2 separate regions of the Ctenopharyngodon idella genome follow, and region 2 is linked to region 1. A link is a contact called in public Hi-C data. All regions are on one chromosome and are shown on one strand. The core of a region is the stretch at or near the end of the contact, and the rest is flanking DNA. Distances in the headings are between cores, read along the strand shown. Region 1 holds the start of nucb2b (nucleobindin 2b). Region 2 holds the start of cep126 (centrosomal protein 126).

What was found. A called contact is a pair of places that touch in the nucleus more often than the background predicts.
Region 2: a Hi-C map of muscle shows a contact between it and region 1, with 7 times the contacts expected there. The contact joins the promoter of cep126 here to the promoter of nucb2b in region 1. A contact is called at or near these places in 2 of 2 Hi-C or Micro-C datasets (both in muscle).

What each region holds. Positions count from the first base shown.
Region 1 is chr18:18,150,440-18,157,168 of HZGC01, forward strand. nucb2b (nucleobindin 2b) reads right to left here and starts at 2,798. Exons shown (of 13, transcript XM_051871329.1): 1 at 2,635-2,798; 2 at 398-523; 3 at 1-71. The coding sequence starts at 523.
Region 2 is chr18:18,503,735-18,510,098 of HZGC01, forward strand. cep126 (centrosomal protein 126) reads left to right here and starts at 1,417. Exons shown (of 12, transcript XM_051871320.1): 1 at 1,417-1,841; 2 at 2,130-2,249. The coding sequence starts at 1,810.

The sequences.
Region 1 (6,729 bases), core at 1,548-4,047:
CTGAAATGTGGGTCCTTTTCCAGGAAATCAATAACCTCCCTGAGATATCGATCATAGTGCAATCCAGTGTCCTAAATGAATTAAAATTAGATGTACACATTGAAGTAAAAAGGAGACTAGGGGAACTAAATCTTTTTAAATCTACATGATAATGAATGTTTGCAAAAGGACTGAGCAATAAAGCCAGCCTGTGTAGGTTGAACACTCCTCACATTATATATAATGCATGCTTACCAAACCTGTCTGAAGTTTTCAAACTGCATATCAGAGAGAAGCGTCACACCCATTCTAACACTAGACTTGAATGTCTCACATTGGTATAAAGACTTGTATACTAGTATAAAGTTAACTTTATAAAGTCATAATAATAAATAATGTAATAAATCATATTACTTACTTCATTTTTAGGCGGCTGCATTTCCTCTACTGAAGGGCTCACTTTGGTTTTATCTACAGCAACTGGCAGTGCATCCAAACCAGCCCACAGACACAGTATCAAACAGCAGTGTGACGGTCCCCACATCTGTGAAAGACAAGAACATCACCACTGTCATTTCTGATGTTGATAACATTGTAGAATGAATTATCTTTATTGTTATTATTATTTTTTTATTTATTGTTAGTTATTAGTATATTATTTTATGATAAAATTATATCTCAAATTATCAAGAACTATAGATAAAAATACAGAATTTTTTACATTAATATATACACTACCACTCAAAAGTTTGGGATCTGTAAGATTTTTAATGTTTTTAAAGAAGTTTCGTCTGCTCACCAAGGCTGCATTTATTTAATTAAAAACACAGTAAAAACAGTAATATTGTGAAATATTAATACAATTTAAAATAACTGAATGTTCAGCATCATTACTCCAGTCTTCAGTGTCACATGATCCTTCAGAAATCATTCTAATACGCTGATTTACTGCTCAAGAAACATTTATTGTGTACAATTGTACAAAATATTTGTGTACAATATATACATTTTTTCAGGATTCTTTGATGAATAGAAAGTTCAAAAGAACAGCGTTTATTTGAAATATAATCTTTTGTAACATTATAAATGTTTTTACTGTCACTTTTAATTGATTTAATGCATACATACTGAATAAAAGTATTAATTTCCTTAATTTCTTTTCAAAAAAATAAAAATAAAAATTCTTACTGACCCCAAACTTTTGTATAATGAAAAGCTTTGTATTTCAGATAAATGCTGTTCTATTGAACTTTCTATTCATCAAGGGATCCTGAAAAAAAGTACACAACCGTTTTCAACACTGATAATAATCATAAATGTTTCTTGAGCAGCAAATCAGCCTATTAGAATGATTTCTGAAGGATCATGTGACACTGAAGACTGGAGTAATGATGCTGAAAATTCAGCTTTGATCACAGGAATAAATTGCATTGTAAAATATATTCACAATACAATTTGTATTAAGATTTCACAATATTACTGTTTTTACTGTATTTTTAATTAAATAAATGCAGTCTTGGTGAGCAGACGAAACTTCTTTTAAAAACATTAAAAATCTTACAGATCCCAAACTTTTGAATGGTAGTATAATTATATATATATATATATATATATATATATATATATATATATATATATACAGATAAGAATATATATATTTTTAACATTTTTATAAACTTTTGAATGGTAGTATAATATATATATATATATATATATATATATATATATATATATATATATACATATACATACACACACACACACACACAGATAAAAATATATATATTTTTAAAATTTTATATATATATTTTATATTTTTATATTTTATTTATATATAAATAAAATTAAAAATTAGAAATAATATTTTATTATTATTATGCAATTATGTACAAAATTAGTACAAACATATACATCTCACAACAAATATCAAAATATAAAAAATATAAAATATACAAAAAAAAAAACGTGCATAAACAAAGAAAAAATATTGTAAAATTGTAAAACAATTAATCAACCAAATTAAAATGACATAAGCCTTTTTTTTTTTTATAATATTGTGTAAAGTAGCACCATATCGTTTAATTTATTTTATAAAATGTCCACAATTTGGCTAAGCTTTAGCCCATTTCTTTACATGAATATGATATTTTCCAAGTAAAATAATTAGTTGTATAAACAAAAGCAATTGTACTTTTAGAATCAATGGTATCATGTACAAAAACAAATATAACAAAATACAATTCAATTTGTATTAATGTTCCAGACATAAATAAATAAATGAGTCTCACCCACATTAACAGCAGGTGTCATCACTAACGGCCAATCATCATTACTAAAGTGAACAATTATATACACACTAAATCACTATCATTACGGCTATAAGTGTGTTTTCAAACAACTCCCTACAACCACAGCGTGACGTCACTAGCACGTGTAAGATAAGCCCTGTCATTCCCTGTAACAGGCAAGACATCATTTTCAATAATCACGAGCAAATAAATCCAAACTATGTGTTCAGACTGAAATCATATCGGCAATCATTAGGTACTAATGTCTTTGACCACAAAACTATATTACTCCACCATATGTCTTTAAGCATCAGTGGTAACAGCATACAGCAGCTGACATTGTAAGACGCAACAGGTGAGCACCTACCCTAAAAGATCCCCTGAGAGTAGTTTTCGCAAACTCAATGTAGCTGTCTTCGCCTGGATCAAGCCTTCAGCTAACCGCCCTGACAGTTCATTAATTTCAGCTTGTTTTACCTGATGTGTCCTAAACGCAGTTCCTTAATGTAAACCCCGCCTTCTGCGAGAGAGCCACGCCCCTCGCTCTCGTGATTGGAGAAACCGTCGCGCTTTTCCTTTGAGTTTTGAGCGCTGGTCTGCTATTGGACATGTAATCTGTCTGTCAAAAATTTCCATGGTAACATTTCAAGTACACTTGTTAGAAGAGGTACGTGGCGTTCACTAGTCCACCGTTTACGCAGCTGAGTGTCATTCACGCTTCTTTTGGCAAAACGACACAACCATTACAACGACTGTTGTGACTCAACTGTTATCTTGGTTGTGTTTGTTAAGGTGGGTTATGATGCTACATCACAGACGGAACAAATATACACAGGCACTCTTTGGTTTAGCGTAAACAATCAAATAGTTAGGAACATAACGTACTTGTAACTTACCTCAGAAATTAATTGGGCTCATAGGGCTCAAATAAAACAATTCAAAATTGTTTTTTATTTTACAGTTTGTATCTCTATGTGTCAAGTAATATGACACTTGACGGTTAGTTGATACCATTTAAAAAAATCCTGCTCACTTGAGTATTTGAAGGCCTTCTTTTCAATATTTTTCCTCAGACATTTTGTCCATTCCCTCATTATCTTTCCTCTCTGAGTCTGTTAAATGTCTGTATATTTCCCAAAAACTAGACAATAATGCACATGGTGAATGCCTTGAAATGTAGGCATTTGAAGTAGGGAATGAAGCCTTATTTTTTATTTTTGTTTGACGTTCATAATTACATTTTGATAAAAAAAGAAAGAGATTATTTTAGATTAGAGATAGATTGCTGTTGTATCTTTGTAGTAAATATAATTGTGGTAGGGTTAGTTGTAAATCATATCTTTACAATATCGACTACACATTCTTGGCTTTTAAACATTTTAGTAAAAAGATATTCTCTATCCCTTTGTAATGTCCATATCTACCCATTAGATGGCACTTAAAGTCTACCAATGGGATACTACAGCCCTTTCCTAAACATTTAGCAGGCATCAAGTGCTTTTGAGTCACTGTTCATGTAACAGTGCCGAACACAAAGACATATACGAGATTAAGTTGCTTTTTTAATGAACAAATCAATTCATTTTGATGTCTTTGTATCTGTGATCATACCACTGCCAAACTGTGTTGGATGTTTCATTGTAAGAAGACTGCTGTAGCTGTCAGGTTGTTGAAGTTTGCTTTTGCTTTGCTGCAGTCTAATGTTGTTTAGCAATGGTTGCTGTGTTGTTGTTGTTGTTTACTTCTGTTGGGTTGAGCTTGCTGAGTGTTTGGCATTTGTTCTTACTCGTTTTGTCTTAAACCTCTATAGTTGTTTTGTGAGCAGTCAGCTGTCCAGCTTAAGCATTTCTAACTTTCTAACAGCTATAAAGAATAAGACCTGGTAGGTTAGTTGGAAAGTTGCTTATTAAATTCATTAAATTAAATTATTTTATTATTTTTATTTTTTTTTTTAAACATATTTAAGATAATACTTTTTTTGGTTGTGTATTTGATGCCATCTGGATGGATTTTGCTGAGCTCTTTTTTAGTTAATGAATTAATTAGATTTTATATGCTGTATTTTCTAGGTAATGTTGTCAGGAAAATCAGCTTTATTAAGTGCAGACCACCCAATTCCATTATATCTGGATTTAAAAAAGTTAGAAAGATAATTTCAGGTACTGCTTTTGTAATACTGCAGAACGGCGTCATCTAGGTCAGTGTCACCGTTCTTATTTGTTCCCCACCTTGACTAACCCTGAGCATATGTTGTTCTCATAACCTCCTGAAAACAGCTGCTGTTTAAAGAACCTTATCTAAAGATATAGTCAATAGAGCCATCTGGTGGTTTTCGTAGATTTAATCTACGAAACAACAAAGACATTTGAGCAACATAATTAAACTGGCTGTTCCTGTGCCTGGAAATATTTGAATAAAATAAATAATGCAATATAATTTCTGAGACCACTAGTAAAATGCATCCGTTTTGCATATTTCTAATTTTATATATTTTTATTGCAATTCTGTAGTCGTTTTATAATATAAATATGTAATAGGGCTGGTTCTAAAAATATTATAAACCCCAAGAAATGATCTTTTTGTCTATGCTGCTTTTAATATTTCACAAAATATTACAGTTTTACTGTATTTTAGATCAAATAATTGCAGCCTTAAGCCTAATTGCAGACTTATTACACACTCATATGTGAAAAATGTTTGCATCTCAGTGTAAAAATTACAACCTATGCAAAGCCACTGAAAACCCAAAGTAACACATTTTAGAGAAAATAACTATAAAAATAAAAGCTTAAAATAACATAACTGCATAAGTGTGCACACCCTTTTATAATTGGATATATGGCTGTGTTCAGTTGTCTTCTTGGTTGCATGCTACTACAAGAGTTTACGAAGCATCAGTGGGATCTCATTGTTGAAAGATATCCCTCAGGTGAGGGCCAAGACATTTGATAAACCAAGAAACACAGTGAAGACAGTCATCAACAAGTGGAGAAAGTATGGCACAGCGACATTATCGTGAACAGGGCGTCCCTCCAAAATTGATTAGAAGACAGAAAACTGGTCAGGGAGTCAGTGGTGTAGTCTAGTTTTTTTGTAGTAAGTTTACTGTAATTTTTTATTTTATTTTTTTCCCCTCCCAGACTCATACGTCCCAGAGCGATACCCCATAAGCACCACCACACTCACTAATGCATGTAGTATGCATCTGATCTAAGCTACATGTAATTGAGAGCATTCTGAATGACTGCTTATGTGTTATCAACATGTCAATTTATTATAAGCAACACAAGACTTTAACAGCCAATTATAGCTGTAAACAGTGTTGAAAGGGCCCTCGCAACAGTGGGTGACATGCATTTAAAGGGTTAGTTCACCCAAAAAATACGGGCATTCCACGCCCGTAAGACCTTCGTTAATCTTCGGAACACAAATTAAGATATTTTTTATTAAATCCGATGGCTCAATGAGGCCTCCATAGCCAGCAATGACATTTCCTCTCTCAAGATCCATTAATGTACTTAAAACATATTTAAATCAGTTCTTGTGAGTACAGTGGTTCAATATTAATATTATAAAGCGACGAGAATATTTTTGGTGCGCCAAAAAAACAAAATAACGACTTATATAGTGATGGCCTATTTCAAAACACTGCATCAGGAAGCTTCAGAGCGTTATGAATCAGCGTATCAAATCATGATTCGGATGGCATGTAAAACCGCCAAACTGCTGAAATCACATGACTTTGCCGCTCCGAACCGCTGATTCGGCACGCTGATTCATAACGCTCTGAAGCTTCCTGATGCAGTGTTTTGAAATCGGCCATCACTAAATAAGTCGTTATTTTGTTTTTTTGGCGCACCAAAAATATTCTCTTCGCTTTGTAATATTAATATTGAACCACTGTAGGTAGCCCGCAGGTGGCGCTATGACTGTAACTGAATATTGGCATGTAGATGTCTTCAGGTCAGGACTCTTATCAAACATGTGAAGTTTGGGGCAGATCAGACATTGTATGCCCGAGTTACAACAACTTCCTGTTTCATGGTGAAACATAGAATTTTGTCAGGCCGCTATGGACACACCCTTCAACGAAAACTCTAGATCTTCGCAATTTAACGTCACAAAGGCCTTTAGATTAGACTGACCAAATATAATGTTGTTGATCTGATTATAGCTCTAGGAGGAGTTCGTTAAAGTATGTCTGGAAATGGCAAACATTTTGCAGAGAAATTTCAAAATATCTCACTTCCTGTTGGGTTTCAGATTTTGCTCCCGGGACTTTTTTTGTAGGTATCGGGCTGTTACATGTGTGTACCGAATTTCATACCTGTACGTGAAACGTAGCGCGAAGGGCGCTTAATTTAAATTTTGTTGGTGGCGCTGTCGAGCCATTTTGCCACACCTAATTCTGAAACCCATATCAGAAGTAATTTTCTCCTCTTCTGGTGTGTGTGTAAAGTTT
Region 2 (6,364 bases), core at 167-2,666, 350 kb after region 1:
ATAATCTAATGACAGACTATAACCAAAGACCCTTTAAGACAAATAAATAGGGAAACATCAAATTCTCCAAAGCTCTTCGCCTAACTTTCGATTAAATTTCATATTTGAAATCACCAATGAAATCTGACAACAACTATCCCATAAATTTTGTTTCTAAACGCTCGAATCATGACAAAAAAACAGCATTTTTTTAAGGCTGGATCAAGCTAATGCGCATGCGCACTCCTAAGTGCGCGTCTCTATAGTAAATGTGCGTCTAACTGTTTCTATAGGAACCGGAGCTTCTAACGGCCGCAGCAGTGATGCGATGACTTTACCAATCGGCAATTGGCTCTTATTTAGGAGGCGGGACTTATTCCGCCATATTGTGCGTTGCACTTTCTCCCATTCATAAAAATACGAGTGCACCGTCTTACAGTCCTGTGCGGATCCTTGACAGCTAGAGAGGCCGTGGTTTAAAAGAGGTTGTGTCATGTTGGAAGAACCATGCCGGAACAGGTCGACACGGCTTCTCAGCTGCTTACATTTGCAGCCTAACATCTCAACCCAGCAGTTTCACTTCAATTCACACTCTGCCACGGCTGTGACAGGCAGGATGTGGACCTGCAATTCACAACTTCAGTTAAGTGACCTAAAGCAGTTAATGTGAGAAAAATCTTCAATTAGGCCTACAGAAGAACGAGTTTGAACTGACTCTAACGGATGGAAACCTTATAGTTCATCCAAAAATGACAATTCTGTCATCATTTACTCACCCTCAAGTTGTTCCAAACCTGATTTTCTTTCTTCTGCTGAACAGAAAAGAAGATATTTTGAAGAATATGGGTAACCAAACAGTTGATGGACCCCATTGACTTCCATAGCACGGGAAAAAAAATACTATGGAAGTCAATGGGGCTCATCAGCTGTTGGGTTGCCGACATTCTTCAAAATATCTTCTTTTGTCTTCAGCAATTCATACAGGTTTGGAACAACTTGAGAGTGAGTAAATGATGACAGAATACATTTCATTTTTGTGTGAACTATCCCTTTAATAACACGTGAATCGTTCTTTTGAATGGGATCTTTTCAACAATTATTAATACAAAAACACAAACTATAATAAACATTATAATGTGCTTGGTAAACATTTTTATCATGCCACGCAGGAATACCAAGGATTACGCAATGACGTAATTGCGTGACGACGCAAAGAATCTCAATTTTTAACCGGTTCTTTTAAACGGACTGTTTGAGAGAACCGATTCACGTAAATGAGTCGAACGTCCCTTCATGTTGCCTTTTGCATGCAAAATGTGGCACTTACCGACGAAACCTGTTGGATATTCACATCCAGCAGGTGGCAGCAGTGTAGTGCGTCCACTTGGAGATCAGTCGCTTGTGATACACGTGACCACGCCTCCACCGCGAGTTTGTGTCAGTTGTCAAGGAAGCGCGTCGATGGTTACCGACATGGCGTAACTGTTTCAGCGGTAGCGAACGACGATAAATTCTTACCTCTGCCTGCTTTAATTTAAAACAATGCCAAGATAGTTATGCACTCTGGCTGGGTCTAGATGAATCAAGTATCAAACTACAGGAAGTTATAAAGTCAGTTAATTTGCGCTGTATTTAGCTGTCGCACTGGCTGGCCAGTCTTCACTCTCATTCTTCAGAGCACCAATATTTTACCAAAGCAGATAAATTCTGGTTTTGCCAGCTATGTTATTGCGTGCTCGTTCCGACATTAATAGGATGCAGCTTTTGTTGTATGGATGAGAACTGTGGTGTGTTGAGACCTGTCATCAGCTTGTCGTCTTGATATTAGGGATGCCAGTCCTGGAGGACACACTTTACTACTCGTATCCTTTTCCTTGTGTGAATTACCAGCGTAAATGTAAGGTGGTTGTTCTCATAGTTATCTCATATTAATCGTGCATATAGACACCATGGCTGACCAATCGGCAAGGATCCGGATTTTTTGCTTTCATATATATTAATAGTGTTAATAAGCATTCATGTCATATTCTATTATGTTTAGATATTAGTTATATGTTTGTGTTTACTTTTGTCATTGTTATGTGCTGTACATATCATCAGATGATGTTTTATTCTAAAATTATACCTTCCTTGACTTTGCATCACATTAGGAACATTAGATCAGGTTTACATGGAGAGACTGAAAATGAAAGGGAGGTGCTGGTACAAGAACAGAGGTACTGTCGAGCTCGGGCTCGCAAGCTTTCCCTGGAAACTAATCGCAGACGAAGGTAAGTGTGTCACAAAATTAATCAGATTTTACTTTGACTTACTGTGTAGAAAACCTTGAGTGATTATATATTTGGGAGATCGACTAATTTACATGAATGTTTTTCAGCATCCAGATCTTCATGTCTATAAGGGGAAAGTATACTTTTAGATGCTATAACATTTTGTTTTCTTTTAATCAAATTTTTTATTTTATGATTTCATTTCAAATGTTATGCCAAATTAATCTTTAAACGCATAAATATGGTATCTAAAAAATTTAATTAAAACTTAAAAATTTGGTTACACTTTATTTTAATGGTCCACTTTAGACATTCTACTAACTATAAGTAACCTTGCAACTACGTGTCACCTAATTCTCATTAGGGTATTAGTAGACTGTTAGGTTATAGGGTTCGGGTTAGAATAAATTGACATGTAGTTGCGAAGGTAGCCTAATTATAGTCAGAAGAATGTCTGTTGGGAGCATCAAAACAAAGTGTTAGTAGATATTAAGCAGACGGTCTACTAATACTGTAATAATGAGAGTTAGTTGACATGTAGTTGCAAAGTTCCTTAGTAAAATGCCTAAAGTGGACCATCGAAATAAAGTGCTACCAGATATTTACATGTCACAGGGCAGAACATTTAAGGTATTGAAGGGTTAGTTCACCCAAAAATGAAAATTATCCCATGATTTACTCACCCTCAAGCCATCCTATGTTTATATGACTATCTTCTTTCAGACGAACACAATCAGAGATATATTTAAAAATATCCTTAGTCCTCCAAGGTTAATAAAGGTCTTCTGAAGTGAAGCGATGCGTTTTTTTAAGAAAAAATCCATATTTCCATTATAAATTCAAATAACTAGCTTCTGGCGGACGACCGTACGCAGAATGCACAAGTCGTTTTGGAAGAGTATCCTTTGACCTGATGCACAACGTAATGACGAACGCAGAGGCGCAGAGGATAGAGCAAAACAAATCACCGGTCACAGATTATAAGTCTAAAACGATAATTTTTAAAGAGAAGTGTTGAAGGATTTCAATATATAAGAGAAAAGAAGCATGAGTTTGTTGCACAGCCCTATTTGTTTGATCCACGAAAGGCGTCTAAGCTTACAATACAATACATCCTGCGTCATATATCGCGTCAGAGGATTACTCATTTGGCACAAATCGACTTGCGCAATCTGCGTATGGTCGTCCGCCGGAAGCTAGTTATTTGAATTTATAAAGTTTTAAATATGGATATTTTCACAGAAGGCCTTTATTAACCCCCTGGAGTCGTATGGATTACTTTTTTATGGATGGATGCATTATTTTTGTCTTCAAAACGTGACCCTCCATTCACTGCCATTATAAACCTTGGAGGACTAAGGATATTTTTAAATATATCTCTGATTGTGTTCGTCTGAAAGAAGATAGTCATATAAACCTAGAATGGCTTGAGGGTGAATTAATCATGGGATAATTTTCATTTTTGGATGAACTATCCCTTTAAGTTTTTTGTTTCCAATTGTCAGACTCCTATATGCTAACATTCACACAAATAGCCGAAGTAAAGCTGTAATTTACTGCATGCTTATTAATTATTATTAAATTATTATTAAAAACTCTCTTTTTTATTATGTGGAGGCATCACACACCGCATGACTGAATAAATAAACATGGATATAATTTCACATAACCATTACAAATGTAACTCTCCCTCTTCTTAACTTAAAATCATGAAAACGTTCCTGTTGAGGTCTTGATTATGCAGCTGAATTTGTGATGAAAAAAGACCTATTTTTTTTTTACATTTTAGGTATGTATGTAAATTCATAGCCATTAACACAAATTGAATAGATAATTTTATGTTTATGGAAGACATATGCTTTCTTTGCTGTCCATCCAAATTATAAATTTATAAGCATGTCAACTGCCCATTTATTTCCTAAAACATTGCAACATGTATATCAAACTGCACAGCTCTAGCCTGTTGGTCTCTGGGCACTTGTTATTAGATGAGGTGGGAATAACAAGAAAAAAATAGCATCAGCATATTCACCAAGGAGGCAACTACGCTAAAAGACTGCCGGGTAAGTTTCGCAGAGATCAGAAGCAATTCACAGCTGCTGAATTTGGTGTTGACAGTGAGTGTCAGATATACTAAGAACTGTCTCCATGCTGTTAATGACTCAGTCTGGGTGTTTGACCTGGTCAATCCGTGCACATTGAAAGTGAAGCTACCCTACAGGGCACAGATACTGTTATACAATCCTTTATTTGTCAGCCAGGATTTACCAGCTTGAAATAGAAGCTCTAAGAGCAAAGTAATGTTACTTTATAGAAGGCAGCTATTTCTCCTGTGATTAAATAATTCCTGAAAGATACTGAGTATATTAAAGAATTTCATGAGCAGTGTTGGTTGTAATGCATTACTAAGTGATTAATCTTCCCTTAAAAGTAATGTAAGGGATTACTCCTAATTTCTCTGTAATTTAAAGGGTTAGTTCACCCAAAAATGAAATTTCTGTCATTAATTACTCACCCCCATGTCATTCCACACCCGTAAGACCTTCGTTCATCTTCAGAACACAAATTAAGATATTTTTGATAAAATCCGATGGCTCAGTGAGGCCTGCATTGACAGCAAGACAATTAACACTTTCAATGCCCAGAAAGCTACTAAAGACACATTTAAAACAGTTCATGTGACTACAGTGGTTCAACCTTAATGTTATGAAGTGACTAGAATACTTTTTGTGTGCCAAAAAAACAAAATAATGACTTTATTCAACAATATCTAGTGATGATCGATTTTAAAACACTACTTTGTGAAGCTTCGAAACTTTACAAATCTTTTGTTTAGAATCAGTGGTTCAGAGCTTGTATCAAACTGCCAAAGTCACGTGAACCATTGAAATTTCGAAACGTTTATGACGTAACGAAGCTTCGTTTACTGAAATCACATGACTTTGGCAGTTTGATACACGCTCCGAACCACTAATTCGAACCAAAAGATTCGTAAAGCTTCGAAGCTTCATGAAGCAGTGTTTTGAAATCGCGCATCACTAGATATTGTTGAATAAAGCCGTTATTTTGTTTTTTTGGTGCACCAAAAGTATTCTCGTCACTTCATAACATTAAGGTTGAACCACTGTAGTCACATGAACTGTTTTAAATGTGTCTTTAGTAGCTTTCTGGGCATTGAAAGTGTTAATTATCTTGCTGTCAATGGAGATCTCACTGATCCATCTGATTTTATCAAAAATATCTTAATTTGTGTTCTGAAGATGAACAAAGGTCTTACAGGTGTGGAACGACATGAGGGTGAGTAATTAATGACAGAAATTTCATTTTTGGGTGAACTAACCCTTTAATTAGTTACTTCTGATGTAATTGGATTAAAAACTGTATAGATAATTTCCTGATAATTTACTCACTCCCATTTCAATCCATTCCAGGATTTTTCTCCATATAGTGGACTTCAACAGACGAGGATTAAGGGTCTTATCTAGCGAAAAAAAAATTGTAAAAATTAAAATGTATATACTTTTTAACCACAAAAGCTCGTCTTGCACTGCTCCGCGATGCGCCACACATTGCGTAATCATGTTGGAAAGGTCATGCGTGACGTAGGCAGAAGTACTGCAGTAGGGCGGAAAACTCCACCTCATTTTCTCCTTCAACTTCAAAATTGTCCGACATCGTTGTTTTACCTTGTTTTTTGCAAAGGCCCTCCCACACACACACACACACGTACAATTTTTTCAGAAATACATTAAAATTGCAGATCTTGCATTCAGTGATTTGAATACACTAAAATTTTTGTATTAAAAGTAATTGATATTTTAAAGTTAAAAATATCAGGGTTATACAACTGTCCTGATATCATAATGAAGAAGATAATACAAGAATGAAATAAAACCTTATTAAGTAGTTCGGCACAATCTTTTATTATAAGTTCTTTTTTTATTATTATTATTATATCATAGATAGGACTCCTGCAGACCCTCATGACTGTGTGTCAAGGTCAGTAAGTCTCTTGAAATATTATTTTGTAAATATTTTTTAAAATAAATTAATTTGACCTTTTTATGTAAGTTCAGGTTGCTTAATTATGATGATTAAATTATTCTGCATAATTT